Linked DNA regions of Triticum aestivum: region 1 is linked to region 2. The links are chromatin contacts, called in public Hi-C maps. All regions are on one chromosome and are shown on one strand. The core of a region is the stretch at or near the end of the contact, and the rest is flanking DNA. Distances in the headings are between cores, read along the strand shown. Region 1 holds the start of LOC123070146 (probable protein phosphatase 2C 7). Region 2 holds the start of LOC123065440.

Region 1 (3,105 bases), core at 538-3,037, 140 kb after region 2:
GTAGAGAATTGAAGAATTATTTCCCAAAGAGAGGATGGAAATTGGACCTTCGTGAAGAAAGTGCACTATCAAAGCCCCCAAAAGGATTGATTGTAGCGACGAGAGTAATAAAAACTTAAAAGTAAAGAACATAAATTAAAGGACTGTAAAAAAAGGTCATTAAAAATGTAAAAAAAAAACTGATACAAGAAAAGACAAAAAGAAAACATAATTTACAACTGCCATACTCTATTTTATAAAAAATGTCATGCTAAACTTAAAAAAATGTTTTATCTAGACAAGTCTAATAAATTTTCCATGGTCCAAGCGCAACTTTTTTTGTTGCAAAAAACAAAAATGTCACCCTCTTAATAGTAAAAATACCATCCATTTAATAATAAAAATACCTCTGTCTTAACTCTTAGTAATAAAAACGCCATGCTCTAAAATAATAAAACCGCCATCTTGTTCTTAATAAAACAAGCATCATCCTAAAAATAAACTGCCATGTTATTAATAACAAATCTCTTATTAATAAAACTATCGTCCTCTTAATAATAACTAGCGTACGTGCCGTGAGTTGCAACTGGAGAAAAAATACACCCCTCATACACACTCAACGACAATCCCTTAAAATATTTCAGGTTGTCGAGAAACAACATGATAAGTGGTGTTGCAGGAAGACAAAAAGGTAGGACAATATTTTAATATACTAAAGTACGTCCAATTTATTAGACACACCGTTAGCACATGTGCATCCCTTGTGCCGTCAATATTAGATTTTATAAGAGCATCAGACTATCTTATCTAGTCAATTTAAATGAGTAGAAAACATGTAGAATATGCATTTTCAATATACACCATATAAAGAAAAATAGTAATTAAGGGTGCACTCTAAACATAATTTTAGAAAATATTAACATGCAGGTTAATAGCATATTTGGAAACTATACATTTTTCTGAATAATTTCCATATATTACTGTTTAATTTGCTTTTAGGATTTGAAATGTATGATTTTTTAAAGCATTTAAATCTGTCAAAAAGGAAAAAAGTTTAAAAATAGAGTAGCTGGGCTAAAACAGCAAGATTGTGCAAAGATGGGCTTAGGCTAGGCAATTTTATCCTACGCCAACGAAAATTGAAGAGAAAATGCACGAAAAAGGAAGAACGAGGATTTAAACTCGGGTCTCCTCTTCGGAGACCGGAGATATTAGGCTCAATCCACCAGACTACTTCGATGGATGTGAAACATTTGGGGCCTCGCTTTAAATAAACAATAAAGCCAACGGCGACTTAGAAGGAAAAACATTTTTTTTCCATTTACCGGTGGCATATGGGGTAATTGCTGATAACTTTAGGGGTAAATCTGATGACGGGCAGACAGAAGCAACAACCGTTTTATTATTAGGTAGAGATTTCAAATAATAATATTAATAATAATACAAATCATGTTTTTAATAATAAAAGTGCCATGCTCTCAATAATAAAAATTTCATGTGAGAAAGTAAAAATATATATTCAAAAATTGCCATGAAGAAGTGATAAAATTTCCCAAAAGCAAACCGACAACAGAACCGGTGAACTGGCGGTCCGACGGTAAAAATCTGACCATACAGCCTTACCGATTCGATTACCTGTTCGGTTTTTCAAACTCTGCTACTTTTTTTTGAGTCTTTATAAAACTATGCTACTAATTCCTTCGTTTTAATTTCCTTCGAACCGAATGAGCCTTTAGCTGGGCCTTGAGGCCTCATTTCGCAGCGGAACTGACTGGGCCAAGCCTATCCTGTCGTCAAAGCCAGCTCGGGGCGATCGGGCGAGCCGGAGCCGCAGAACCGAACGGGAGAACAGGGGCTCGATTTCTTCCAAGAAGCAGAAGGCGGATCGGGAATTCACGCCCGGACTCCAGTTCCCCGCCGCCTACAGCTCACCCACGCTCGCCGCCCGCCACCCTCCTCCGGAGAAGCTTATTTTTTGGGCATTAGAGGCAATTGAGATGGTGCCCGATGGCGGCGTCAAGGACCAGGAGGCCCCGAGCTCCTCGTCTCCACCCGCTGCGGCGATAGCGAGGGCGGCACGGCCGCCTAGGCCAGTGAGCTTTAAGACCAAGAGGATCGCGTGGCACCCGCTCAAGCACCGCCGGTTCCGCGTGGGGGCCACCAAGACGATGTTCGAGGCCTCATCGTCCGCTCGGCTGGTAAGGGGAGCCAGAGAGGTGGGGGAGGCTACCACGGCGGCGGCGGCCATGGGGCCGCCCAAGGAGGACGAGAAGGGGCACATATGCGGCAGCTGGAAGAGGTAACATCATGCTTGGATGACCCTACTGTTCTCTAGGCCATATGCTAGATTTTGTTAGAATCTTTATTGATTAAAACATACAGTGAGAGGATCTAGGCCAAACAATGGCATTGCTTCCCTGGGGTAAGATGGTCACTAGGGAAAAAAAATACATAGCTTGGTTCCTCGTCACTCGTTATCGCTGGTTGTCGCATTTGTAGATTATATATGCTTACATGATTATAGGGAAAGCCCTCATGTGTTTAGTTAGCTTAACTAGTACTCTTCTCTAATTTTTAACTCTTGTATAGGATTAACAACAATCATCTGATACTTTTATACTTCATTCACTGATACATGCTAATTCCTAGTCCGCGTAGATGAACCAATGTCAAGTACATACTTCAAAGGTGATGAGGAGACACAATCACCATTGACAGTATAGACGTTATCAGAAGAAAAGGTTAGAAATTCTTAAAATTGGATTATAGAAACTTTTTCAAAGGTTACCTATTCAAGTCATGTCTCTGAGTCATCAATGTCCCCCAAATTATCTAACTTGCTGAAAATTGCAAAAATGTCTCATGTCAGATGACAGATTCTGTAATTAGTACTCGGTGATTATGTTTTATCATGCATAAGAGTGTGATGTTGATTGGGAGGTGATTGATAGTGGGGGCGTCAATTGCTTGTGTCTCTATTTCTCTCTCACTGAACCTTTTTGTGTGAAAAGCTGCTACGAACCATTTACTAAGCAAAAATACAATGCATAGTTTTTGTTGGTTTAATCAGAGTGCGATCTGTACAATGTATCTACACTGAGTATTTGCTTTTAAACTGGTGCTTGG
Region 2 (3,606 bases), core at 422-2,921:
ACCACGACTCCGCGCAGTGTGCGCGGCGAGTGCGACGTCGGCGTGGAGAGCGAGAGACAGAGGCGACGCTGCGCGTGCGGACAGCCGGCCACGGCACGTTCGACGGCGGCGGCGCAGGACGCAGGCACGTCTACCCGAGCACGCGCGGGCGGCGAGTGCGGCCGATGGGGAGTTGGGGACGGTAGAGGAACAGGCTGAAGAGCTGCGGCCGAACGGCGTCGAGAAAAGTGGGCGGAGCGAGCGTGGCGGCCAATGGGGACGGGGACGTCCAGGAGGAGGACAGGCGAGGCGAGGCAGATAGAGCAGAGGAAACGAGAAAGATTGTAGGCGCGTGCGTGAGCGGCGGCGGGGAGGCAGGATGGATCGGACGCTAGGGCTTAGGAGGAGACCCCGGCACGGCCTGGCCTAAACGGGCCGGCACGACCCACCCAGGCACGCCTAATACACAGGCCGTGCCGGGCCGGCACTCGTGCCGCGCTCCCTGGCCCAGACACGGCACAACCCGTTTAGCACACCGGCTCGCCTGATTTGGGGCTATTTTGGGCCTATTTGGACTGTTGGCTAATACTCCTTCGTTCCTTTGTACAAGGTGTACTAAAAAAAAGGTGTATTTGTTTTTTCAAAAGTCAAACGAGTGCATGTTTGACCGAGTTTTTAGAAAATGTATCAATATCCACAATACAAAGTTTATACCTTTTGATCTGTCATGAAAAGTAGTTTCATATTTTATCTATTAGGTGTCACAGATGTTGTTATTTTATTCTAGAATCTTGGTCAAACATTCATATGGTTGACTTGCATGGAAGTCAATACACCTTATATTCTGGAACGGTGGAAGTATATAATAAGATTCTTAAAAATATAAAAATAGTAAGTGGGTCGTGTTGTGTCGGCACCCGTGTTGTACAAGCCACTTGCCGCCAGGGCCCGATTATAAATGTCTCCTGCCAGGCCCATCACGGACCGGGCACGCAGGCCATCGGGCCAGCCCGCCAGGACCAGCCAATTTGGCCACCGTTTGCTTGGGAGTAACAAACCTGTCGGCCCATCTGTTGCGGGTCAGGTCTTCTTTAGGTGATGATCTACCTTGTCTCAAATAAAACATCGTCTTGCAGATGCCTTGGAATTGAGCCCGATATGCAGAGCCCGCAGTGTACTGCCACTTGCCGTTCAGTTCCATTTGATCTTGTCCGGAATCCCATGTCTAATGTTGCAGCACGGGAGTTGTATTATTGTGCAGTGCGCCAGGTTTTTAATCCAGGTATCTTCAGGGCATTTACAATGGACGGACGCTTTGAACATAAAAATAATAATTAAGGGAGAAGCATCGATGGTGGAGTCTGTTGGGGCAACGCACACGCGCCTATTTGAGCGCTACCGTGATACCGTGATAGGTTGAGGATCTATTGCTCTTGTTAGAAAGGCCCACGCGGGAAAAAAAGAAAAGAAACCAGGCGCCCGACGACAGGCTTGGCATTGATGCCAGCCAGAATCCTGGGATGGATCGGGATTTTAACGAAACGGCCAGGAATTGGAACCTAGGGCCTGGTCTTAGCACCGGCGTTGTAGATGCCCTCGGCAAGTGCAGCCCTAACAGTCCTATTCTTCCATCTCGAGTGGATGAATAGGTGTCACTTGCAGGCACCTAGAGGGAAGAAAAAAGGCACACTCTCATTGATTCATCTTATTGCCTGGAAAGTGTGGCGCGAGCGGAACACACGCATCTTCCAGCAAGAATCACTGCCTTCCACGGTGATGGTGCAAAAGATTAGAGATGAAATCATCCTTTGGAACATGGCTGGAGCTGTCATACCGTTCTACCCAGGCCGAGGAAACGGCAAGGTCGCTCTCTCCATAGATAGAATAACTCGCCGAGCGCTCCCTCCCCGCAAGGGCGCTCCCTCCGCCTAGCGCTCCCTCCCCGCTCCCGCCGGCGGCCACTCCGGCCCCGGCGTCCACGCCTCCCCACCGGCGGCCACTCCGGCCCCGGCGTCCTCGTCGCTTGCCTGCGCCCTTGCGGGCCCCTTCTCCTCCTTCCCTCCCCCCCTGACCCCCTCTCTCCACCAGTTGGCGTCAATGGCTTCCGGGTCGCGCAGCCCTCCCTCGGTCTCGTCGACCTTCTCGCGCGACAGGCCGGTGGTGTCCAGTCTCGGCCTATCTGGCTCGCCGGGGTCGGCGGGCTCCTCGTCGGCGGGCGCTGCGGTGGTCGGTCCTACGGTCCAGGCGGCCCCCGCGCCTGATGCGGGATGGCGCAAGACAGGGCCTTCCCGCAAGGCCATGTGGCGCCGCCGTCGTGCGCTGCGGCGCCAGTAGGGTGCTGGCGCGCAGGATGGTCGGAGCTCTCCTACCTCGTCGGAGCATCGTCAGATCCCGCAGGATCTTTGGGGTCTCTGTTTCAGGTGTTTCAAAGATGGTCACCGGCGGCAGGACTGCACGAACGACCCCATGTGCATCCGATGCGGGCTACCTGGACATGTTTCCTCCCAGTGCAAGAGGTCGCGCAGTCCCGTCTCGGCGGATGAGCTCTGTCGCGCGGTGATCTCCAAGGTTGCCAGGACCGGGCCGGTGCCGGCGTCGCTGCACAATGTGGGGGGGTTGCTGACGGAGCCTAGGCAGGACGCACCGCGTGTGCTGCCTTTGCCAGTTCCGCCCAGCTTCCCTCCCATGGTGCCCGCCTACACTACCTCGGCCCCGGCGGCGGCGGAGGTCTGCATCTTGGCGCGCTCTGAGGGGATGGATGACCTTGAGCGCCGGCCGCAGCTGGCCATGGTGGCTTATGTCGGGGGATCACGGCCGTCGGTTTCATGTGTGGATGCAGCTATAGCAATCTCTGAAGAGCTCAACATCCCGCGCCATTGCTTCTCGGTGCACAAATATCACCCGGAGGATTTCCTCATCGTGTTTGCTTCGCGTGAACTCCGGAATAGAGCATTGGCCAGTCCATCGGTGGAGCACCAGGGTTTCAAGCTCTTCATCAAGCCGTGGTTGAGGCAGGCTCAGGCAAAATCCAGATTGATGCGTGTTTAGGTTGATCTGATGATCGAGGGTGTGCCGTCCCATGCTTGGGCCAGATCCACAGCGGCGGAGCTACTGGGGAGTTCATGTCTGATTGATAGCCTGGCACCGGAGACAGAAAGCAGGGAAGACCTCTCTCTATTCAAGCTTCGTGCCTGGTGCGTAGACCCGGACGAGATCCCGGCTTGCCGGAGATTGTGGGTGCCGGAGCCGCCTGCACTTGGAGAGAACCCGGCGGAGCGCCGCCCGTCGTTTCGTCAGCTGTTGGAATATCCGATCTTGGTTCACATTGGCAGGTTGCGGGATTTCTCTCCTCCAGAGCTCTGGTGTCGCTCGCCTAGCTCAGACGGCAACAGTGGCCAGAGCGGCTTGCCAGGCTGTTCGGCGGCTTCTTAGGGCGGCGAGTGGATGGTGCAGAGCTGGACGCGCGGCGACTGCGACAACCGTGGGTTTGGCCGGAATTATGCTGGTCCGATGGGAGGCGCCGGCGCTGGCAGGTCCTATCGCCAGGTCCTGGAAGGACGTGTGGGGCCCTCTAACTGGTGCATCCCACCAATGTGCAGGAGTGGCCCGGCTGGGGATGCGGTCATG

Evidence for each region. A called contact is a pair of places that touch in the nucleus more often than the background predicts.
Region 1: a Hi-C map of leaf shows a contact between it and region 2, with 6 times the contacts expected there. The contact joins the promoter of LOC123070146 here to the promoter of LOC123065440 in region 2. A contact is called at or near these places in 2 of 5 Hi-C or Micro-C datasets (both in leaf) and 1 of 1 datasets of contacts at active chromatin or transcription factors (leaf).

The regions. Positions count from the first base shown.
Region 1 is chr3B:419,040,694-419,043,798 of IWGSC CS RefSeq v2.1, forward strand. It overlaps LOC123070146 (probable protein phosphatase 2C 7), which reads left to right and starts at 1,788. Exons shown (of 8, transcript XM_044493167.1): 1 at 1,788-2,278. The coding sequence starts at 1,977.
Region 2 is chr3B:418,904,559-418,908,164 of IWGSC CS RefSeq v2.1, forward strand. LOC123065440 reads left to right here and starts at 1,672. Exons shown (of 1, transcript XM_044488713.1): 1 at 1,672-3,606. The coding sequence starts at 2,446. The coding sequence ends at 3,027. LOC123070141 (nucleolin) reads right to left here and starts at 357. Exons shown (of 6, transcript XR_006433474.1): 1 at 1-357.